Regions from separate parts of the Mus musculus genome. Here regions 1, 3 and 4 are each linked to region 2. Evidence: chromatin contacts called from public Hi-C, HiChIP or PLAC-seq and Micro-C data. All regions are on one chromosome and are shown on one strand. The core of a region is the stretch at or near the end of the contact, and the rest is flanking DNA. Distances in the headings are between cores, read along the strand shown. Region 1 has its middle 20 kb from the start of 4933432I09Rik. Region 2 holds the start of Ess2 (ess-2 splicing factor). Region 3 holds the start of Snap29 (synaptosomal-associated protein 29). Region 4 holds the start of Dgcr8 (DGCR8, microprocessor complex subunit).

Region 1 (5,945 bases), core at 424-2,923, 280 kb before region 2:
GTTGGTAGTGCTCCCTGGCTAGCTCCGTTAGAAACACTTTTATGGGCTGTTAATTGTTATGCTCCCGTTTAATTCTGGGTGTCATTGCATGTCAGCCAAGCCCGACAGGCTGGGATTTATGCCTTGAAATTATGGGGCTTGGGTTGTTCAGAGGTAAAACAATTACCCATCAATCAGCCACCAATCGGCCTGAGTTAGGCCTGGCAGCCCTGTTAGCAAGTGTGGGTATCCACAGCCCTGAGAAGACCTTCAAGAAGAAGAACTGACTTTGAGAACAAGGTAGGCTGGGCAGGGTCCTGCCCCAGTAAGCTTGTCTGTCAGGACTCAACTCTAAGAAGGTGGCCCTGCTATGTTCTAACTGTTGGGATCAGTGACTTAGCCTCCCACTCATATGTTGTGACTGTGATCCCAGGGATGCTGATGGTAACCAGCTCAAAGATGCTGCAGAGTTGCAGAGAGGGAGAGGTGATGTGCCCAGTATGCTGAGGGGCCCTGGCTCGCTTCTGTCAGTCTTCTGCCAGCTCTGGGGTGTCACAAGGAAGACACAAGTACAAAGGGAGTGCTGGGGCTGCCAGCTGCGGGGACTATACCACCAGAGCCCCAATACCTTCCTATGGGTACAGAGGCAGATGAGGCCCTGCTAAAAGTGGGGAGGTAGTCCACAGTAGGGCATTGCCAGGAACAGCCTTTGATAAAAGTTCTGCACTTGCTCGGACCTTATTGGAGGTGCTGGAGTCCCCAAGAGGCACAGGGGAAGAGGGGACTCTGAGCAAAAGACCAAGAAGCCTCCATCTTCCTTGCTGCACTCCAGCCACAGCAGGAACAGGGCCCAGCACCTGCTCTGCAGACCCAGGTCTCCTCTCCATCAGTTCACATCCTCAGGTATTATCTTGCTACCCAGCAGTACCTGCTCTACCATCTATACCTGCCCCAGCTGCCCCTGCCCATCTCACCTCCCCAGCTGCCCTACCTGCCCCAGCTGCCCCTGCCCATCTCACCTCCCCAGCTGCCCTACCTGCCCCAGCTGCCCCTGCCCATCTCACCTCCCCAGCTGCCCCAGCTGCCCCTGCCCATCTTACCTCCCCACCTGCTCCAGCTGCCCCAGCTGCCCCTGCCCATCTCACCCCCCCCCCTTGATTTGCCCCAGCTGATGATATCACCGGGCACAATATGACTGTTAATTACTGAACTGGATGGCACTCTCCACGTGGGCTGGAGTAAACGTGAATTCCTCCCAGGCTTATGTCCTCCTGGGGTCATGTACTGGCAGGGGTCATATTCCTGGGACATGTGTACTAGGACCCAAGTGAGTCTCCTGCACAGTGTCCTCCTCACAGGCAGACTCCATTTAGCAGCAGAGCCTCCTACATTTTGTATTGAAATATTTTAACAGGAGAAAAAAGTCTTGTTTTCATTTCCTCAGTCACATGCTAATTGGCCCGCGCTGCTATGAGCAATTACCACAATCTAGGACTGGCTTCAGTCTATTCTAACTTCCTTGAAAGTCAAGGAGCTGTGACACCCGTGAGTCATTCACACTTCATCTTCCAGTCACTGTCTTTGCTTCCCCACCCTGAATGCCAACCTGCTGGTGGGTGAGGCCCTCCAGGGAACTGTGGAGCTGTGGGCGGGGCTTGGCCTCACCCACGTTTTCTTTCAATAGACTTGCCTGGGCCCATGGAGCTGGCTGTTGTCTGCTCTCCCAGTCCCAGCTGGCTGTCCAGGCTGGGCCCAGCAATGTGGTAGGAAATGCTCCCTAAAGCCCATGCTGGGACTCTTGGGGTAGCCGTGGCTTTGATTTTTAGACCGTGCAGACACCTGGGGAGAAGCAGGCTATACAGTCCAACGAGAGTTGCTGGGTGCTGAGGCCCACCCAGGGCTACGGTGGACACCTGTTATGAGAGAGGGAAGGGTGGAGCCTTGCGGGGTTTTGGCCAGAAAAGACTGGAGCTGGCTGGCTGGCAAAGATCAGCTCATTCTCCCCAGGGCAGCCCCAGGACTCCCGTCCACAGCTCTTGCACCCACGCCCAGTCCAGGCCTCATCCTGCCATGCCTGGGTAGCCACACTGGCATTTGGTATCTGGGGAGCTGCTGACAGTGCGTGTTCTGCCTGCTGACAAAGCACTGCTAGCCTATTTGGAAATGTCAGGCTGGCGGGTGGCAAGCCCAGCCAGTACCCGACTCCTGACCATGATGCTGGATGAGCTGCAGCCCCAGCAATGGAGCCAGGCAAGTGCTGAGAGGCACTACTGAGGGTTTGAGCTCTGGGTGGGCTACAGGCTGTGGGAAAGCAGCCCTGGGCTGACCCCGCCTCTGATGGATGAGGGCTCCGAGACACAGCTGCGGTGGACTGGTTGATGTGGAAGAGCAATGGTACACTGGGGACCCTACGGTATCCGAGGGAGGTTTATTGGCATCAGCTGATTTCCCAGGGGTCCTTGCTGGCAGTGGCCACTGTATTCCGAAGAACTGTGTGGGAGGGGAAGGTGTGAAGTGAGCACTGTCTCTGGCCTGCCTGAGCCTGAGCAGAGCTGTGTGACGGGCACATGGTAAACCAGGAAAGCTGGTGGATCTTCAGTGCTGGAAGCTGGCCCAGAAGGATGGGAGACAAACTCTCAGGCTGAGGGGCGCAGCTTTTGTGCTTTCTGGTCCCTTGTGCAAGGGCTGGCCTTTGCAGCCATGTTTTGGCTCTCCTGTCCTGTCTACTGGACACAGGGCTCTGTGACCCTCCATGGCAGTTACTTCCCTGGGTCCGGCAATACAGATACTTTGGGCCCCGATTCCTATGAGGACTGCCACACTGCTGTGCCTAGGCCGTGCCTTGACTTTGTGTGTAAGGACAGACACCTCCCAACTGGGGAATTTCAGTTGGATCTCCTTATAGCACCAGTTCAGGAACAAGGGGTTTCTAGTTGCCACCCCACAGTCTTTCCCACCTCTGTTCCTGTTGGGTCGGGCTCTCTGGAGACAGTCACCACACAGGACTGGACAAACACGTGGGGCAGGAGCCCTGCTGTGACCCTGGAGGCTCCTCCTCTCTTCAGGGGTGAGGTGGGAGTGGGGGTAGGGGGTGGGGGGGGGAGGGTAAGGCAATGTGGGGGGAATGGGAGTTGTGGCTCCAAGGGACACACCAGGGCTGGAGACACAGAGAGGGCTGTGTGTGCCTGTGCATGGGGTACGGTTGGTTTGGATTCCTGGAAACATGGTGTCCTCTGCATACTCTCCAGTTGCTGTGACAAAGTACCTGAGGAGAGCAACTTAAGAAAGAAATGTTTTACCGTGGCTCACAGCTTGAGGGTGCGTTCCCCCACGGCAGGAATGCGCAGGAACTGGAGGTGGCAGGCGGGTCGTCTCTCCCCAGCTAAACTCTCTGGAGCTGCACTTACAGACCCCACAATGCTGTCTCCTGCACGGCTTTATTTTCTATTTAAGACTTTCATATATGCATACACTATATTTGATGATATTTACTTCCATTCCCTGCTCCGACTTTTCCTAAAACCTGCCCCATATCCCCCTCCTGATTTCATGTCCTCTTTGTTTTTATGTATGTATGTATGTATGTATGTATGATGTATTCATGCATGTATGTATGTATGTATGTGTATGCCTGCATGAATGGATGTATTGGTCTCCTCAGAGGCCATCAGATCCCCTGGCACTGGAGTTACAGGTGATTGTGAGCTGCCATGGAGGCTGGTAACTAAATCTGGATCATGGTCTAACACCAGAGCCATCTCTCCAGCCCCCTCTTATAAAAACCTGCAAGGTTATTCTGAATCCAGTCAAGTTGACAGTGAAGTGTCAAGGTGGGTGGTGAGACCACCTCATGAATGGTGGGCCTCCATGAACAGGAGGAGGATGCCTGAGCCCACTCTGGCCACAGGCTGTCTAGGTTTTGAAATGCTTCTGTCCTTCCACTTAGATCCTCACTCTCAGGCTTTGCCTGGAGACAGCTGCCACATCCAAAGGGCACCACATACAAATACTGACCTTACAAGAGGCTTCTGGGTATGGGCTTTTATGGCTACAATGAATGCATGGGTCAGTCCCAGGACCCCTTGGGTAGGTCAGGCTTCAGAACCAGGGGTTAATAGTTTGAGATGTCTGAAGGTTGAATGACCAAGTGCTGGCTGCAGTTAGTGTTCTCCCATGCCCATGGACCCTGAGAGGTGTGTGCATCTCCCTGAGTAACATCCATTCTGCCTAGGAATCAGTTCAGGAGAGGCAAGTCTGTCTTTTAATTAAGGAAGGGCCTTTCGCAAGTCTGAACTTTTATCCTGAGCACTTTCTCCTGGTTGCTGTGCTTGAGATGGGGGGACACCCACCAAGGCACTGACAAGGCCTGCGCTGTTTAAAGGCTGAGCCACGCGGAGCCTATCTCTCCTGTTCAGGCCAGTGGGTGGGCTGGATGTCCTATGGCTTTGCTCAAAACAACAGGAAAACTGCCAGCTGTCATTTGGGTGGGAGTTGTCTTGCTATTGAAGTGAAGCTGGGATTGAGGCCTACTTACTGATGTGGATGGATGAGGCTCCTATAGGTCTATCTGGAAAAAAATCACCAGAAAAGCCTGAGCTTTTCAGTGCTTGTGGCATGTAGGTATAGGTGAGCCTAAGAGATAGATAAGCAGGTAGTGTGGGTGCGTGGTGCTAAGCTAAGCTGTCTCTTTCTCCTATGCTGCACCAGGAGAGCAGGCTGCCTGGGACCTGGAGCCAGGGTAGGTAGTGTGAGTGGGAATCTCTATCCCCAGAACTGAACCCAGAATTCACTGTGACAAGCACTAAGAAGTACAGCTAGGGTCTAAGACGGATGTGATAGGACCTTGCATTTCCTCCTGGTCTCAGAGGATCTAGGCTGCTGGGCATGGGCTTCAGCCTGCAGCAGATGGGGCCTTGTGGGATTTCATGACACCTCTGATCTGTGGTCAAGATTCAGGTATTTCATGTCCATACGTAACAGCACTCACAGGCAGGCTTCTGTAATGCTTCCCCGAGCACATTCTCGGCAAGGATGTTCTCAGCATTGTGTAAGGTGCTGTCCTTGTGAATGAAACTTTGAGGCAGGTCCTCCTCCTTCTCCTTCTCCTCCTCTTCCACCTCCTCCTCCTCCTCCTCCTCCTCCTCTTCCAAGTGTAGCCAAAGTAAAATCCAAGTATGGCCCAGTGGCTCCCAGAACCAACCTGTGAAAAACGCCCAGAGTCAAGGTAGACTCAGAAACCAGATATGACCACATGACCCAGAAACCAGATGTAATTGTGATCCAAAAAGTCAGGTGTCAATCTGGAATGGAGGTATAACCAGGGCTCAGGTCCCAGATCTGAATAGCATCTTGGATTAATGCTTTGACTAGATCCAGAATCAATGTGAAATCAAGACCCAGAAAACAAATATGAACAGGATCCATAAACCTCCAGGATTAAAGTTGTGACTGAACCCAGAATCAAGGTGTATCTAGAATCCAGAATGAAGGTGTGTCTGGGACTCAGGTCACATTTGGAATTAAGGTGTGACTAGAGCCAGAATCTAGTGTCCCGAGCACTCCAGGGTCTGCCTAAGGTCTGCCTAAGGTCTGCCTAAGGTGTCACTGGGCCCTGCAGTTTCCTCCTGGTCTGAGTGGATCTGGGCTGCTGGCCATGGGCTTCTCTGGGATTTCATAACATGCTTTGTTTTCCTTCTATTTGTGTGGATCCCTTCTATTTGCCACCCTCCGTGCTTGTTTTCCATTTCCAGCACTGCTGTAAGATTTCCTTTCAAAATATAATCACTTAAGTGAAAATCCATTTGAAACCCCTCAAGTAAACAGCAGTGAGGGGGGTGGATGGGTGGAGGCAGGGTGGGGCAGAACACGGGCCTCTGCACAGCTGTGACAGAGCATGGTTTGGAAGGGGTGAGGAAGGAAGAAGTTGGGGGTGGTGGTGGATGAAGATCTTTCAATGCAGCCAAAGC
Region 2 (5,614 bases), core at 1,996-4,495:
TGGCGCCCGCCACGCCCTCTCCCTTGACGGCGCCTAGAGCAGGCTCCCCGGCGCTGACTGGCACGAGCGGCCCCGGCCCGCAGAGGCGCACGCGGCGCCACCGTACCATCTTCAGCGAGGAGCAGCTGCAGGCGCTCGAGGCACTCTTCGTACAGAACCAGTATCCCGACGTAGGCACACGCGAACGCTTGGCGGTCCGCATCCGCCTGCGAGAGGAGCGCGTGGAGGTGGGTGTTCAGCCCGCAGCCTGGAGGCCAACTCCGGCGCCACTCTTATTTTTCAAAGACCGACCTTCCAGAAGGGGCTTCAACTCGTAGCCGGCTACACTGAAGGGAGACCCCCTATGATCACTCGATGAGGGCGCGGGGCCGGTTCTTCCAGCACGTTATTTGGGTGTCCCTGGAACTGGAAGAGGTCAAGAGTCGTTTTCTTTGACTTTGTCCGGCTCCCCAGTTTCCCCTGATGATGAAATGCACGTTTGTTCCTGCCCCAGATGTGAGAAAGTTAAGAAATGTTCAAATCTAGTCAGGCATAGTGGCATGTATCTGTAATCCCAACCCCTGGGGGATGGAGGCTGGATCATGAGTTCATCAAAGTCAGTCTCCTCACACAGTAAGAAGCCGCCTAGCCACCTAGGTTACAAGGAGGAGAGGTGGGGTGGGAAGAAGGGGAGAGAGGAGAGAGAGAGAGAGAGAGAGAGAGAGAGAGAGAGAGCGCGCCTGAGCCTGGGCTCAGGCTGGGAAAGTGTGTGAGGGAAGGAGGTTGCAGATCCATTCACCTACACCTCCATTGAAGCCTACCACCTAGCCCTTCCAAAGTTCTTTGGATGATGGATCCTTGGGGCCTGAGCTGTCCTGGTCTCCCTCCTCCTCAGGTCTGGTTCAAGAACCGCCGGGCAAAGTGGCGACACCAAAAGCGTGCTTCCTCATCGAGGCTCCTGCCTGGGACTAAGAAAACTCCCAAGGAGAGTTGTTGATGCTGTCCGGAGTTTATCTGGCTTTATGAAGTAGAGCACAAGGAAGGAGGAGGGGGACAGACCTACCTGAACAGGAACTAACGCTGCCAGCACTGGCAGCCAGGGGATCCAAAGCCGCCTTCTCACCCATGAAGGGAGGGCATGTGGGGCAGGAACCAGAGACCTCCTGCAGGTCAAGTGCAGACACAGAGCAGGTCAACTTCCTCAGCCACCCTCAGCACCTAGAGAAGCCCTAGCTCCATGCAGGACGAAGAGCCTAACTCCCCACCTCATGCCTGTCACCAAGACTGGCCTCTTCTCTGTCCTTCCACCTTCTTATGCAAGGCAGTGGTGTCTGCTCAGCCCTGGGCGTACTCTGTCCTCACAGGCCCTGCACTTTAGGGCCCTGGTGTCATGACCTGTGGAAGAAGAAGGTTGTAGTTGGTAGTTTCCAGATTCCTGCATCTGCTCCTTCACCTCAGCCTTGAGCTGATGCCAAGAAATAAACGAGATCTTCAAAGACCACAGAACAGTCCAGGATTTCAAGTCCCTGTGTCTCAGGCTTTGTTTCCACACCAACTGAGGGACTGGCTCCATTGTCCCTTTCCAGAGAGTTTGGGGGTGGGGTGTGGATCAACATGTGTTGCAGAGCACAGCTCAACAAGTACCCAGTCCCAGTACCATGTCTCCCTCGTCAGAATTAAAGCCGGTAGATGGTGGCAAGGCCTCCTGGGGATCTGGGCCTCTAGGCACTACCAACCAGCTTCACAGATGGGGGGAATCTTTGGCTGTGTGTGTGGATGTATGTGTGTGAGTGCATAGCTGTGTGTGTTGCCTGTATATATACATGTACATCACATGTTTGCCTGGTGCCCATGGAGATCAGAAGAGGATATTTGAATCCCTGAAAGTAGAGTTATGGATAGTTGTGTGTCACTGTGTGGGTGCTGGGAACTGAACCTAGATCCTCGAGAAGAGCAACAAATGCTTGTAACGGATGAGCCATCTCTTCTGCCCCCTCCATACTCTTCTTGGTGTATCTTTTCCATCCTTAGGCTACAGTTCCCACCTCTATGTCTCCAGTCCAGGCCTGTCCCCTGAGGTATTTGTCAGTCTGTACCTCTGACAACACCTGGAAGCCCACAGGCTTGCGGCAGGCACCATATATACAACAGGCCATTTTCCCATTCACTGTCCTGCTAAAGGCACGTTAAATCATAGAGTTCTTGATCATTAATTGCTATTATTACCGGATCATACCCAGTCCAGCCGATTTCACCTTTAAACATATCAATAACCCCCCAGAAACTAGCTCGTGTGCAGCTTCAGGCGCACCAACCTCATGAAAGCTGCATTCCCTTGCATGGTAACCATTGCAGCTTTCTCTGGTTTTCACCTGAGCTCACTTAAAATAATGTTTCTTGACAGGACTCCAAAGATACTGTGCAGCCTGGCTCTCCCCCTCTGGTGTCATCTCCTTCTTTAGCGCACTGTGTGACTAAAGGTCTGTTTTGGCATTTGCCTTGCTCCACCCCGCTGCTGGGCCTTCCCATTGCCTGATGCCCATCCATTCATCTTTTCCATCTACAACCATGTTCTGCCTGGGGAAATGCCACTTGACATGTCCTGTGTAGCAGTTGAGATTCTCTGAGTGCAGACTTATTGCAGGTCACAGTTGTAACTTTACACACTGGCAGCATGATTTAACATTTTTCTACTGTATGGTCAACTCTATGGATGCAGGGACATGGTCATAAAGTCCCCAGTGACTCACAATGAAGGACAAGATCATTGGAAAAGCAAAATTGTAATGAATCATTCTGGGCTAGAGCTTCTCCCACCTAATTCATGATCTCCCTTAGGAAGAAAGTTCCACTAATGCTTTCAGTGAGAAGCCCATCCTGGCAGACAGGGAACTAATAAATCCAACCAGAGATTTAAGACCCTTTTGTTCTTTCTTTTCATTTAAATTTTGTTAGATAAGTATACGGGAAGAATTGTCTTAGTGTTCTTTTTCTGAGTTTGGAAGTCATAACCAAATTTTTTGAAGTATTTAAAAATGTCTTTGAAGCATCTGCATTTTTTTTTTTTTTTAAAGAATTGGAACTTTTAACAGAGGGACTGTGGCGTCAGTCACTCTACAGCTCCCCCTAGTGATCATAGTCTAGATGGGCATGAGCAACGCGGGTGGGGATAAAAGACTACAACTTTCTTAAGATCCGGCGCTCCCAGTGACATCATTGGAGCGCCGGCTTTGTTACAAAAATACTGCTTCTCCATTGGCTGGCTGTTGGAGCGGTGCAGACGCCGCCCGAGCGATTCTGGGATAGCGATGGGGACGCCCGGGACCTCGGCGGGTGCTCTGTTTCTGTCCTCCGCGTCCGCGCCCTCAAGGAAGCGCGCGGCTGGGGAGGCTGGAGAGGCCGGAGTTGCGAGAAGCAGGCAGCGGGTCCTGGATGAAGAAGAGTACATCGAGGTACCAGCTCAGTGCGAGCGCTGGCGACTTCCGGGCCCCTCCCCCTATTCGCGTTCCTGTCCAGTCCTTTGAATTTTTTCTGGTCCTGGCACTCTCAGCCGCCCTTGGAAGTGGAACAACTGTTTTTGGGTTGGAAAGCATTGAGAACCAAGAAAACAATGCAGAAGTGGGCATCCAGTTTTCTGTTGAGAGTCAAGGAAATAGTTTCTTGTATAGGTAGAATTTTGACACGTTTTTCGAGAGATGGTGAAGACGACTTTTTGGAAGGCTGTAAAGTGTCAAAGGCTGGGGGTCCCGGAATTAGACAGTGGAACTGGCTTCGTCATTGAGTGAGTGGGTCTCAGTTGCTCCTCGAGTTAAGGGTCCAACTGCAAACACGCTGGAGGACAGACCGACATAGGGTTGGTTTTAGACTGGTTAGATTTAGGATGCTTCTGGGATATGCTGCCTTGTACCATTGCCGTGCAGCTGACTGTACAGACTTTCAGCTTCACAGCAAGGGCGGGCTGGATCTGAAATCTTGAGGACTTTTTCTTGTGGTGGCGATAGTGGCGACTGGCTTTCAAGAGAAAGGTTTAGATTGAAATACAAATTCATGGGTGGGTGGAGGATGACAATATCCACATTAGTCTGGCTGGTGTTATAGATGGAGCCAGCAAAGAGAAAGATCAGTTAGTGAGGGATTTCATGGGCTTCAAGAGATTGTTCAGTAGTTAACTGGTACATCAGAGCTATGTGGGATGACAGCCTTACTAGAAAAGACAGTTCTAAACCTATCTTGTAGATGACAGTTGTCCAGCTAGGCAGAAGGGAAAGGTCTAAGGGGTGGAACATGGACAGTGGTGGATTGTGCGTCAGGACTCCCAGATGACAACTCTGGCCTTTGTTCTGATTGCTCATGGCAGGGACTTCAGACAGTTATCCAGAGAGACTTCTTCCCTGATGTGGAGAAGCTACAGGCACAGAAGGAGTACCTGGAGGCCGAGGAAAACGGAGATTTGGAGCGCATGCGCCAGATTGCCATCAAGTTTGGCTCTGCCCTGGGCAAGATATCTCGGGAACCTCCACCACCCTGTAAGAGGACGGGTGCTGCTTTAGAGGGCTTAGGGAAAGTCTGTTATCACGTAAGGCTCACTCTAATTTCTGATTTGCTTCTCTCAGATGTTACTCCAGCCACCTTTGAAACTCCTGAGGTACACCCAGGCTCTGCTGTGCTGGGCAACAAGCCCCGGCCCCAGGGCCGAGACCTAGATGATGGTGAGTGAACTCCCTCTTTTAGTCTCATAGTCAAGACTACTTGGGAATTGTATTCTTGTGAATTTTCTTTTTTTTTTTTTTTTTTTTTTTTTTTTTTTTTTTGGTTTTTCGAGACAGGGTTTCTCTGTGTAGCCCTGGCTGTCCTGGAACTCACTCTGTAGACCCAGGCTGGCCTTGAACTCAGAAATCCGCCTGCCTCTGCCTCCCGAGTGCTGGGATTAAAGGCGTGCGCCACCACGCCCGGCTCTTGTGAATTTTCTTAGGGTCACATAAGTATCCACTTTTGGGATCAGAGACACTGGTCTGGGAGGCAGAAGAGCAGAGGCCAGCTCCCGGGTGTGGAGGTACTGTGTTCTCTGCCTCTGGCCTGTCTCTAGAAAGAGAGCCCAGTACCGTCCCAGTCTGTGTTCAGTGTTCCAGCCTTGTGAGCTTTGTCTCCTGAAAATGCCTTAGGCTCCTCTACCTTCTTTCTTCCAAGGCAGTCACTTGTGTCTCTCCCTTCAGGTCGGTATTCAATTGTTAACTGTTTGGGCTTAGAGGCGGAAGCTAATCTGGACACTGGGTTCTTGAACTTTTGTGTAATGTTGGAGCCACCTGGGCCTCTGTTTCTCACCGAGTGCCTTTAGTTTTCTGATTTGTTTGTTTTGTTGAGACCAGAGAGTCTCACTGTGTTTCCCTCACTGTTCAGTGGGTGGGGGGTGAGTGGGTGCAGGGGGAGCATTTCTGTTTCTTGCCTCTCACCCTAATTACTACCTGGTGAGCCCTCCCAGAGAGTAGGGCCTAGGTCTTGCCTCCACATTTAGAGTATCATGTGGTATACCATTAAGACACACATGTAGAACAGATGAGTGTTTGTTTTCGACATGTTTCCATACCAAGTATGAGATGTATCTTAAGGTTAGGAGGAACTCTATAAATCTATTTAT
Region 3 (5,790 bases), core at 1,883-4,382, 510 kb after region 2:
CTCATAATGAGTTTGAAATTAAACTTAGCTATGAACTGATAAGTACATGGATGTCAATCTGGGGTCAGCGCACTAAACTCAGAACTCTGAAATTAATTATCTTAGACTGGGGATTAAGCAGTGGGGTAGCACAGACATGGGATCCCAGTACTCCAGAGCTGAACTCAGGAGGATCAGCAAGATGGAGGTGAGCCTGGGCAAATACTATTTCACAAAGGAAAAGAGAGGAAAAAATAAGAAAGGAAGAAAGAAAGAAAGAAAGAGAGAAAGAGAGAGAGAGAGAAACAGAGAGAGAACGAAATTTCTCATTATCTCTTTCAAGGTAATACACACTCACACTAACAGATTCTAGCTTGGATAGCCAAGTAAACATGGAGCTTGCTGGGTTCTGTGTGAGCCAGAGATTGCCCTGATGTGGAGTGCATTCAGAAACAGAAATTGGACGCATTAGAGTCACCATGAACAACTCTGGAGGAGCAGGTCTGGTTGGGAAGCCCTTACTGGGAATGCTGCTCCCACCAGCTTTCTAGAAAACAAGAGTACATCTATGGCAATGGATTTAGTCACTCGAACTGGGGAAAACCTGAGGAGTTTGCCTTGCCACTCCTCCAGGTTATGAGGGATGCCGTCTGTCTCTCTGACCTCTCTGAACTGAATGCCCAGTGTGGCTTCAGTGGCAGACACTGGAAAGATGTAAGGATGAGTAGGCCTCCGAGGAGCGTGTGCTAGGCAAGGCAGCTGAGCACGTTATGTGTCAGTATTACCAAACATCAGTTCCTTTCCACTGTGTTGGTGCAAAGTCAATTGAAACCCTAGTCTACTGTTCGTTGCTGGGCTCTGCTGAACTGAGAAATCAGGCTCCAGAGAAGATCATTGTAGTATGCTATACTGCTCTAGGAGGGGCAGAGTATCCTAGGAAGGGGAGTGGCTTTGGCCAGGTGGTGATGTTCATGTAGGAAGCAAATATTATGATATTCATTATTAGGAGGCTTGCTGCATAAACAGGTCATCCATCTAATGGCATATAATATGACCATTAGCCTATTCCCCGGCTCCAAACCACCCCTCATTGTATTTAACTATGAAAGAACCTTCAATACTACTAAATAATATACAGGCCAATATGTAAAGAACACCTCACTTTAAAGTTAAAAAAGAATAAAAGTGCTTGGTGTGGTGGCTTGAACCTCGGCACTCCCAGGCTGAGTTTAAGGTTAGCCTAGTCTACATAAAGTTGGAGAACAGTCAGAATTACATATTGATACGATTGAGAGAAAAAAAATAGGTTCTCTTTTGGGGCTGGAGAGATGGCTCAGCAGGTCAGAGTGCTTTCTGTTCTTCAAGAGGACCTACCTGCATTGGCATCTGGTGAATGTCTATGACCTCAGCCCTCTGGAGGCTGAAGAAAGAGGATCTTGAGTTCGAGGCCAATCTGGATTACTATGGGCTACATTGTGAGAACTTATCACTTATCTCAATACAAAGTGACCTGTTCACCAAGACCTGTAGGACTCCAATTGATCTGGAGTGGAACATTAAGAATCCAGTACACAGAAGCACAACTTCCTAGAGGCAGAACATACATTAGCCGTCAGGGAGACAACAACAGGGAAGGTAGGAGAAGGTAAAATACCAAACAGTGGCAATAGAAAACAACAGAGATCTGTCCAAGTCCCAGAGGAGAACACTTGCCAAAGATCAGAGATGAAGACTGGTAAAGAAAGACAGTATTTTGTTTCAACTATTACATTTCAAAACTGTAAAATACTTAAGATTATTCTTGGCTGATATATCAGTAATTTCTTCTTCTGCCAAAACAACTATTTTGCCAGTAGACTTAGGGGCAATCTGGTGTCTTGGAATAATCTTTATTTTATGCTGGAGAAGATGGTACATGCCTGAAATCCCAGTATCAGAAAGATTGAGACCAAGAATTCTAAGTTCCAGACCAGCCTGGGCTTCATTGGTAGGCTGTCCACCAAGCCGAACTCCTCAAAAAGAAAAGGTCTTAAAGAAGTTTCAGAAGACCATTTCTGTTCCCAGCACCCATCTGTCAACTCCAGCTCCAAGGGATTCCCTGGTGCCCTCTTCCGGCTTCAGGGGACACCCTTAAACTGTGCATATGCAAATACAGGTAAATTAAAGGAAAGCAAAGTTCCTAGTTGCTGAAATTTTCTATGGATGGAAAGAGCTGTCACAATAACACACGGTCTACAAAGGTAAGAGTCGACTCAATTCAGGATCTGGTTTCCTGAGCAGGAGCCCAGGCGAGGGGACTTAAATATTCCCATTAGAAAGGTGAAAAGTGGTCAAGGATGTGAGAAGAAGAACACAGGCTCCCTTTGCGTCAGTACTTCAGGCACCACCTGGCACTTGAAGCATACACAGTTCACACTTTAACTGGGCCACTAGAGAGGAACAGCTTGAGGCTTCTGCCTAACAAGTTATATGTAAATGAAACAGACACTACTTCCCAAATACAGGCCGCACTTTGGCATTTTTACTCTCACACAGAACATTATTTGGAGTTTACTTTTTAACTAGACATGAGGGCAGGGCAGCGAGGGAGAAATTAACCTCGCAGAATAATAGATAAGGAAGCTTCCAGAGGTAAACATCAGGTGATCCTGATACATAATTCTTTACACTATGTCCATGAACTTACGGTAGGCAATTAGAAAAATACCAAAAGATCGTAAACAAAATATTTCTTCATCCCGTTTTTATAACGCATTGATTGGCCGGTTTAGCTCAGTTCTGCCCCAGGCTCACCTCGGAAGAGGCGACTCCGATCTTCTCCGATTCATACATGAGAGACAAGGACCTGCTGGTACTGGCAGCGGTAGCCTCGGCCCTGCGCAACACCTCCTGTCTCAGGTACTGCTGCCTGTCAATGGGCGCGTCGGGGCCGTCAGGCAGGTCGCGGACGTCCTTCCACGGCGCGGGCCGGGTGTCTTCCTCTTCCACGTCATCGTCGAAAGGATTATAGCTTTTAGGATAGCCAGACATGGTGCGGGAGACGGCCTGCACCTAGGAAGCAGGAGGGGTTGCTGAGCGAGGAGTCGATAGCCCAGCGCCGGCGGGCGGATTCACTGTGGACGCCGCGCGCACTACTTCCGCCAGCACTGCGCTAGAGCCCCGCCTCCAGAGCCAACCCGGCGGCGGAGCGGCAGAGGGGGACCAGGCCCCACCCAGTGCGGGGGAGGGGAGAGGGGAGGAGTCAGGTGGTCAGGTGGCCGGGAAGTCGGCCGCCTCTGCGCCTGCGCAGTAAGGACCGGTGGTGGCGAGCCCAGAGCTGTGAACCCAGCCGCCTGCGCCGGGGCGTGCGCTGTGATGGCGGCTGCTGGGGCCCGGGGAGGAGGCGGCGGTGGCGGCGGCGGCGGCGGCGGCGGCTCGGGGTCCAGCTCTGGCTCCAGCACCTCTCGAGGCTTTTATTTCAACACAGTACTTTCACTGGCCCGCTCCCTGGCTGTGCAGAGACCAGCATCCTTGGAGAAGGTAACCCTGCGTACTGACAGGAGGAGGGGCCTGAGGTGGCGAAGCGGCGGGACGCTGCTGGGTCTGAGAAGGCTACTTGCGACTAGAGAGGGGCTCCTGAATAGAGGTGGCAGCGATGTAGGGAGGTCGGTGGGAGAGGGTTCTGGTGAAGAGAGGAGTCGGGAAGTCGACAGGACGCTGGGAGGTCTGGTACCGGTGGGAGTGGGAGGGCAGTGAGCTGTGGGCGGGCGGACTACCGCTGTGACATCTCAGGCGCGGGGGTTGTGGCAGCATCGTGACTGCCTGTGAGGCGTGGTAGGATGAGCCAAGGACCAAGAGTCCAATCCGGGCTTTTGGTCCCGATTTTTTGTTTTCATTCAATGACCTTGGAGAGGTGTCTTTCTCATGAAATGGGACGCCCTCCTCCCCTACACACTTTTTGCCCTTCTCACTGGATTGTGGAGAAGGACAGCTATGCAAATCGTATTATTATTTAAGAGATGGTAGCGTTAGACTGGATCAAAAGATGATGAGTTTCGAGAAGATGCAGTGGCAGGAATATGCAGTGGACTGTTAGTAGACAGAGAACTAAATTCAGGATTGCTTCAGAAGAGAAAGACACGCCAGTCCTTATCTTGGAAGATAAAAGATATGCTTGGACCTGGGATAAGAGGTGAACTGGGTGGGTGGTGAAGGGTAGAACCCCAGGATTAAGGAGGCTAACCGCTTTCTTTTAGGGGAAAAAAAAAACCCAAAAACCAAACAACAACAAAAGGATGTTGTGATAGGAAGAAGACAGATTTTAGTCAGAGCTGACTAAATTTACAATTTCTGTGTGCAGTCTTGAGGAAGAAACTTGCATGCTAACAGCCTATTTGCTTATCTATAAAACCTGTGAAGCTTTGATGAGTTTACATATTAAGGCCAGGCACAACGTGGATGAACAATAATAGTCAGCTGCTTTTCGCCCAGGAATGTGTAAATAGACTCAGCACAGTATGTTAGCACTGAAGGGAGGGGGCTGTCTGTCCATTCAACTTTCTGAAAGATGGAAAGAACCTGGGTGACATGTGCACCTGCGCGCTGATGGGTAAAAGTGGAAAGGCAGAGTGACCTGGTCTTTGACCTTGTAAGTTTTCAAACTTGATTGTATCACCTACCTGCAAGGTGAACAGGTTCTGGAAGATCTAATGCCAACCCGACTTCTGGCTAAAGAATGAATACAGACTGGACATGGTAGCATGCACCTGTAGTCCATGCTACTCAGGAACAGCCCAGTATCCGCAGAGGTGCTGAGGAGTTGTTGTTCACTCAGGGAGTTGGTATCTCAGTACTCATGTCTGGCAGCTTAGGACTGCTTGAATGTTTGAAGGTAACTCCAGTTTTAGGGCATCAGAAAGTCCTCTTGTGGTGTCCATGGGCACTTGCATGCATGAGCACATACAAGCACAAATAAATAATAACAACATCTTAAGAAGATTTATTTATTTATTATATAATTATGCTGTAGCTGTTTGCAGACACACCAGAAAAGGGCATCAGATCTCATTATGGATGGTTGTGAGCCACTATGTGGTTGCTGGGATTTGAACTCAGCACCTTTGGAAGAGCAGTCAGTATTTTTAAGTGCTGAGTCATCTCTCCATCCCCCAACATTTTTAAATTAAAAAATAAAAGATGGTTTAGGACTTGTGGTGCAACTTAGGCAACATATCAAGATCCTGACTCAAGCAGGGAAAGACAGCAGTGTGTGTGTGTGTGTGTGTGTGTGTGTAAGACTATGAGTTTGAATGGTAAGACCATCTAAATTTACATTCCCTTATTACTTGTATTTTTAAACTTCTTTTTTGTTTTATGTGTATGAGTGTTTTGCCTGCATATGTGTTCTGTACACCATATGTGTCAGTGCTTGCAGAGGTCAGAAGAAGGCATCATTGGATCCCTTGGAATTGGAATCATGTGAACAACCACATCGATGCAGGGAATCAAATCTGAGTCCTCTGGAAGAGCAGCCAGTGTTCCTAACAGCTGAGCTATCTGTCCAGCCCCTCATCTTTGTTTGTTTGTTTGTTCGTTTGTTATATACTATAATGGGCATGTGGAGGTCACAGGACAAACTTGCAGGTAACAGTTCTCTCCTCCCACCATGTGGGTTGTCAGGCTTGACTGCATGTGCCTTCATGAACTGAGCAAACACCCCTTCTTCCCCCCATCCTTTTGGTGGAGACAGGATCTCACAATATAGCTTTTCTAGAATTCCTGAGTAGACTAAGCTAGCCTTTAACTCACAGAGCTCCACCTGCTTGCTTCCCA
Region 4 (5,733 bases), core at 1,950-4,449, 380 kb before region 2:
TAACATCCAGACCTTAAATATCTTGATTCTGAGAGTTTAAAATACTCTCATATTAACTTTATGTTGTTGACTTTGAGACAGGGTTTCTCTGTGTAGCCCTGGTTGTCCTGGAACTCATTGTGTAGACCAGGCTGGCCTCAAGATCCACCTGCTTCTGCCTCCTGAATAAAGGTGTGTGCCACCACTGCCCAGTTCATTTTTCTCTCTTTTTTATCTTAAATTTTTTTGAGACAGTGTCTCATTATGTAGCCTTGGCTGGCCTCAGACTCACAGAGATGTATCTGGACTCACAGAGATGTATCTGCTACATTGCTTGGCTTATTTCTTCTCTCTCTCTCTCTCTCTCTCTCTCTCTCTCAGGTTTATTTATTTATATAAGTACACTATAGCTGTCATCAGACACACCAAAGAGGGCATCAGATCCCATTACAGATGGTTGTGAGCTACCATGTGATTGCTGGGAATTGAATTCAGGACCTCTGGAAGAGCAGTCAGTGCTCTTAACCTCTGAGGCATCTCTCTAGCTCCTTTATTTCTACTCTTAAATGCATTTAAATTCCACTTAAAGCTGACTGCTCACTTATTATCTTTAGTTTTATTGCTTGGAGTTCTAGATTAGCATGCAGAAAAAAATCAGCAATACTGAATGATCCTCACTGAGGGAAATATAAAGCCAAGATATCTTTAGTCAGAATTCTATTTACAAATGCTTACAATTTGCACTATCTTAATTGTCAATCAGAAAATCAACTCTGGGGGCTAGGGAGATGGTTTCGATCATCTTACAGAGGACCCAGGTTCTGTTCTCAGTACCTACATGGTGGTTTGCAATCATTGCAATTCCAGTTCCAGGGGATTCAATTTCCTCTTCTGACTACTGTGGCCATCTAGTACACATACATATTTGTAGGCAAAAAATAGTAAGACTGACTGGAGTATCAAATAGTAGCTTTTTTCCCATATTTTCCCTCCTTCCTTGGATCTATTTCCCATTCTTGAAATCTAAAGCCTATCTGTGCTTGCTGGGAATCTGTATCTCCAAAAGTTTGGTGCTGACTTCAACATTCATTCCCATGTTAGTTCTTCCCAGTGTGCATTCAGCTTTTCCTAAAGGTTTGAAGATACTCAGGACTCTGATGGTTGTCAGGACAAATGGCTGTGGTTCCTAGCATACCAAAGCACCTCTAGGCCCCCAGGCTCACTCAGTACCTGTAGCTTCTCTCAGCTCTTTTCACCCCACCCCTAACCTAAATCTCTTCACCTCATGTCTTCCCTGGATTCCCTTAGCTTCTGATTCCTACAAAAACCTGCCATTTCTGCCATGGACTCTTTGACCTCTCCTCTCTTTGGCACTCCTTCCCTTGAAGGAACACCACCATATTCCAGGATCCCTTAATGCTTATCTGTAAGCACATAGACCTCTGTGCCTCCTACAGCTGGTGGCCTTTTCTTTTTTAAAGATTTATTTATTTTATTTATGAGTACACTGTAGCTGTTTTCAGACACACCAGAAGAGGGCATCAGATCCCACTACAGATGGTTGTGAGCCACCATGTGGTTACTGGGAATTGAACTCAGGACCTCTGGAAGAGCAGTCAGTGTTGAGCCATTTCTCCAGGCCAGGCCTTTCTTTTTTCTTTTCTTTCTTTCTTTCTTTTTTTTTTTTTTTTAAAGACAGGGTTTCTCTGGTAGCCCTGGCTGTCCTGGAACTCACTCTGTAGGACCAAGCTGGCTTCAAACTCAGAAATCCGCCTGCTTCTGCCTCCCAAGTGCTGGGATTAAAGGTGTGGGCCACCACTGACCGGCCATTTGCAATTTCTAAGAATTTTGGGGAGAAACTTTTCTATTTTGTTAAAATAGATACAATTGGGGCTGGAGAGATGGCTCAGTGGTTAAGAGCACCTACTACTCTTCCAGAGGTTCTGAGTTCAATTCCCAGCAACCACATGGTGGCTCACAACTATCTGTAATGGGATCTGATGCCCTCTTCAGTTGTGTCTGAAGAGAGCAATGGTGTACTAATATAAATAAAATATATCTTAAAAAAAAAAATAGATACAATCTCCCCAACCTTAGGGATATAACTCAGTGCTTTTAGCATTAACACAAGTGTGCTGAGACCGTGAGTTCTTCAACATGTTACCCTTTAGTCGTGTTTTTAGCATCCACTTTTCATGTCCAGCAGCAATTACTGAAGTGTTTGCCTAACGGCAGACAGTTTTCTATAAAATTTTTATTACACTTATTGACTTGAATCAGAACCTAAAGGAAAGCTAAACTATTTGAGGTTCTGGATAGTATAAATATAACTTATCCCCACCTTAGTCCCGGGCTTATAGCAATGAAGTAATGGTTTGTGGGTTCGGGATTTGAAGGGCTCAGGAACAGACCTGGCTAACTTCATTTTGTTTCTGAGTCACTTCTGTCCTAAAGAATTTTCCTAAGTCTCATACTGCTACCACGGGTGTCAGATGAGTCTGGAACTGCTTAAGTTTCTTTATGGTCTTTGGCACTGACACAAGTCTGCAAGGCCTACCTAAGGTCCACCCCAAACTAAAAGGACCCCCAATCGGCTCTGCTTCTCCTTCCTTTTTTGACACGGAGGATGCTGTAAGCACAGCGAACATTTTTAGTCATCAGATCTTTGTCCTTCCTGGTGTGATGATATTGCGAGTAAAACTCCTTTCCTATCCTCCGCATCGCGCATCTTATCCGTTGACTTTCTAGGATGGGTGTACCTCCAACATTGTCCTTGGGACGACCCAGAGCCGGAGGTCCATTGTCATTCGCAAACTCAAAAGTGACTATTGAGCTCAACAGAGGCCAGCTCATAGATGAGCTCCCAGCGTCCCTCGCACTCCCGCGCTCCCCGGCTCCCGGCAGCCTCTACGCGCCTCTCTCCCGGCGCGCCCCGCGGCCGCAACTCAGCCCCACCCGGAGCGACAGCCGTTAGAAGTGCCAGGCTTGCGGCTGGTCCCGCCCATCCCGGTCTCCATAGCGCCTCGCAATTGGGCCGCGCGCGCCTCGCGCTGCCGATTGGCGGCCGCCTCAGCCCGCTCCCGGCTCCCCCAATGCGCGGAGGCCGTGCGCCGTGATTGGTAGCCCTCCGCCAAGGCCCGCCTTCCGCTCGCCCGCGCGGCAGCGGGTCTCAAGAGCCGAGCGCTTTGCAAGGGCCTTCGCGGGTTGTGGCGGCGCCGGGGTCGGTGAGGGTCGACCGGCTGTGGTCGGGCTGCGGGCGGCTCGGGCAGGTCGCGGGCGCCACAGGTAGGTGCGGGGCGCGATGGGCGCCCCGCGGGCGGCGGGCGCTGCGGCCTGGAGAGGCTGCGCCCTTTCCTTCCCTCCTTCCACCCCCACCCCTCCCGGGCGAGGCCACAGGCCGGGGCTCGGGGCGGGGCGCGGCGCGCTAGGCGGGCTGGGCCACGCGGAGTCGCGGCCTTTGTGCAGTGGGGGCCGGGCCCGGAGCCCAGGCATCATGAACGTAGGGTGCTGTCTGCCTGGTAACGAAGCCCCCTGGGCGGTGGGCCCGAAGCCATTGCCTCGCCTTCTGGCGGGAGAGGTGTGGGCAGGGACACCTCAACGCCCCGAACTCCGCCTGTTTTGTTTGGAAAAAGCCAAGAAACCGCCCAAGTCTCCACCAAATTACCCGTGGATGAAGTGTCATGTAGCTTATCAGAATGTGGTTTTACAGTAACAATGAACGTTGTAGAAATAAATGGCAAGTGGCAACCTGTTGACAGCGATACATGTCAAGTAGTATCATCCAGTGGATTTGGGTTGCTGATGGTAGGAATTTGATTTGCCATCTTGCATGCTTGCATGTACCTTATTGCCAGATGCAGAGATGTCCTGTGTTGGGTTGTTGACTCTTGTATGCCAATCACTATTAGGGTGCCCACTCTCTGCTGGCTCAAACTAGACTCCCAGCCTTGGAAGTGGCTCAGTTCCCACTGTAATCCATCACTAACCGAAGATAGTGAAAGGCTGGCCCAGCTAGTGTGGCCTTTCAGTTTAGAATAGGATTTGCGGGGTGACAAAGGAATTGATGAGGTCATACTGCCTTTGGGTTGAGCGGGAGGCTGCAGCTGTAGCACTGGCCATCCGTTCAGCAAGTAGGAGTTGTTCACATGTTTTGGGTAAGCCCTGTGCCAGGGTCCAGGGGAGCCAGCAGTGGGTCTGACTTGCTCACAGTCTAATTGGCAAATCAAAATCTGCATCCATAGGTCCAGTCAGCTGAAGAATAGTGAGGTTTACAGGCAGGAGGGCTACCCTTTGAGCTGTGTTGCCAAACATGTGGAGCAGGCAGTTCACAGTGGCTGTCTGAATTTTACCTTGTGAGAAACATGATTTTGACTGGTTTGCCCAGTTTGGCCTTCTCTTGTCATCATTCCCCTCCCATGTGATCCTATGTACTTTTCACATCAGTTTCCTTTGACATCTTCCATGACTCCCATCTCCAGTACTGTCTGTCCTCCCTTCTGATCTCCAATCTCCTGCTTCTAGTTGTCTATTCCACTTTAACACCAAATAGGTTGATTCACTCCAAGAGATAACCACAGTCCGTGCCAGAACAATCCTTATGCCTGTCTAAAGTCACCTTGGTGCCTCTCATAGGCCTGCATGTATCTCCTAAGAAGCCTTGCCACCTGTTTACAACACCAGACCATTTCCCAGAAACTGTAACCTAAAGTCCCTGTCCAAGCTATCTGGTGAGCTTTTAAACTCTTCTAATTTGATCCCTACTCTTACTCTCTTAGGTTTTCTGGACACAGAGTGATTCATTAAATTGTAAGGTGTTATAAAACTGAGGTAGTGCAGACTTAGGCCTGCTTGTTTGAGTGGCAAAGCAGCTGTACCACTTCCTAGCTTTGTAACCTTGAGCAAATTGTTTAACCTTTCTGTCAGAGTACTGAGTGAATTGCATAAAATCCTTAGAGCAGGACCTGTGTGAGGTTTAGCTGCCATTGTTACCCATGGATCAGTGATACCACTGTTTTGATCCCTTCTGTGCAGTATCCTGCTACTCAAGATAAAAATGTAAAAAACTGAATACTTGTTGCCCAGGTCAGTTTCACTCAGCATACTATCTCTAGCGTGGCCACACCATGGCTCTGCCCCAGGGTCTTTGCTTTTCCTTTAAGTATCTTCTACAGTGACCCTCCTTTTTACTCTTGTTAACCATCTGGCTCCATCTATTTCATCCTTGGGTGGGCACTGGCTGTAGAACCTTGTGTAATCTTTTAGAAGCTGCTTTCTAGATTTTTATCTTGCTTTGTTTTAGCAGAATATTTGTCAGCATGTGACATCATAGATACGTTTCTTGTTATTATCCATCTCACACTAATATGCTCTGTGGGGGAAGTGTAATTGCTCTGTGGGGCAAATGTTTTATCTGCTTTGTGCTTAACACATATACATGGTGTGTATGCCTTATGGGGCATTCAGCAAATAGTTGATTAATGAATTGAGTAAGCTTTCAGAGGGAAGGTAAGAAACTTACCTTAGCCTGCTGCTGAGTTCCAGAGCTGGACAATTTGCCTGCTTCTGCAAGATGTGTACTTTCCTTTTCCAGGGCCTCAGGGTCCCCACCTATGATATATATTTCTTTAAAGCTTTTCCTGCTTTAACACTTATTAATGTCTTCACTTATTGCCTTCATCTGTAGTTCCTCACTGGCCCACTGCTTTTAACATACAGTATGCTTCCCTATCCTCTACCACTCTTGTCTCCAATCCC

The links. A called contact is a pair of places that touch in the nucleus more often than the background predicts. HiChIP or PLAC-seq counts read pairs in DNA pulled down with a chosen protein or histone mark.
Region 1: an H3K4me3 HiChIP or PLAC-seq map of bone marrow-derived macrophages shows a contact between it and region 2, with 2.2 times the contacts expected there. The contact joins the enhancer-like site here to the promoter of Ess2 in region 2. A contact is called at or near these places in 3 of 39 promoter capture datasets (the C10 cell line, neural stem cells and trophoblast stem cells), 1 of 15 datasets of contacts at CTCF or cohesin (the NIH/3T3 cell line), 2 of 484 Hi-C or Micro-C datasets (embryonic fibroblasts and ventral hippocampal neurons) and 15 of 115 datasets of contacts at active chromatin or transcription factors (the NIH/3T3 cell line, SST interneurons, bone marrow-derived macrophages and 9 more).
Region 3: a contact with region 2 is called in a Hi-C map of natural killer cells, with 5 times the contacts expected there. The contact joins the promoter of Snap29 here to the promoter of Ess2 in region 2. A contact is called at or near these places in 3 of 39 promoter capture datasets (erythroid cells, liver and pre-B cells), 4 of 484 Hi-C or Micro-C datasets (CD4 T cells, embryonic stem cells and natural killer cells), 1 of 115 datasets of contacts at active chromatin or transcription factors (memory CD8 T cells) and 2 of 9 other capture datasets (adipose tissue and liver).
Region 4: a Micro-C map of embryonic stem cells shows a contact between it and region 2, with 3 times the contacts expected there. The contact joins the promoter of Dgcr8 here to the promoter of Ess2 in region 2. A contact is called at or near these places in 2 of 39 promoter capture datasets (the C10 cell line and liver), 3 of 484 Hi-C or Micro-C datasets (LSK cells and embryonic stem cells) and 2 of 115 datasets of contacts at active chromatin or transcription factors (bone marrow-derived macrophages and memory CD8 T cells).

What each region holds. Positions count from the first base shown.
Region 1 is chr16:18,190,894-18,196,838 of GRCm38.p6, reverse strand. No RefSeq gene overlaps it. Among named protein-coding and RNA genes, the nearest start is that of 4933432I09Rik, 20 kb to the left of the region's middle. Within about 2 kb of position 1,673, at least 123 of the 459 cell types and tissues checked have an H3K27ac peak or open chromatin away from gene starts, as enhancers often do. A contact at or near this core is called in bone marrow-derived macrophages, neural stem cells, pancreatic cancer cells and 2 more, where this site is marked.
Region 2 is chr16:17,908,979-17,914,592 of GRCm38.p6, reverse strand. Ess2 (ess-2 splicing factor) reads left to right here and starts at 3,245. Exons shown (of 10, transcript NM_022408.2): 1 at 3,245-3,431; 2 at 4,337-4,505; 3 at 4,593-4,688. The coding sequence starts at 3,288. It overlaps Gsc2 (goosecoid homebox 2), which reads left to right. Exons shown (of 3, transcript NM_029469.2): 2 at 1-227; 3 at 875-1,479. The coding sequence ends at 976.
Region 3 is chr16:17,403,342-17,409,131 of GRCm38.p6, reverse strand. Snap29 (synaptosomal-associated protein 29) reads right to left here and starts at 3,132. Exons shown (of 5, transcript NM_023348.4): 1 at 2,773-3,132. The coding sequence starts at 3,009. It overlaps Pi4ka (phosphatidylinositol 4-kinase alpha), which reads left to right and starts at 3,267. Exons shown (of 55, transcript NM_001373955.1): 1 at 3,267-3,498. The coding sequence starts at 3,334.
Region 4 is chr16:18,286,634-18,292,366 of GRCm38.p6, reverse strand. It overlaps Dgcr8 (DGCR8, microprocessor complex subunit), which reads left to right and starts at 3,199. Exons shown (of 14, transcript NM_033324.2): 1 at 3,199-3,264.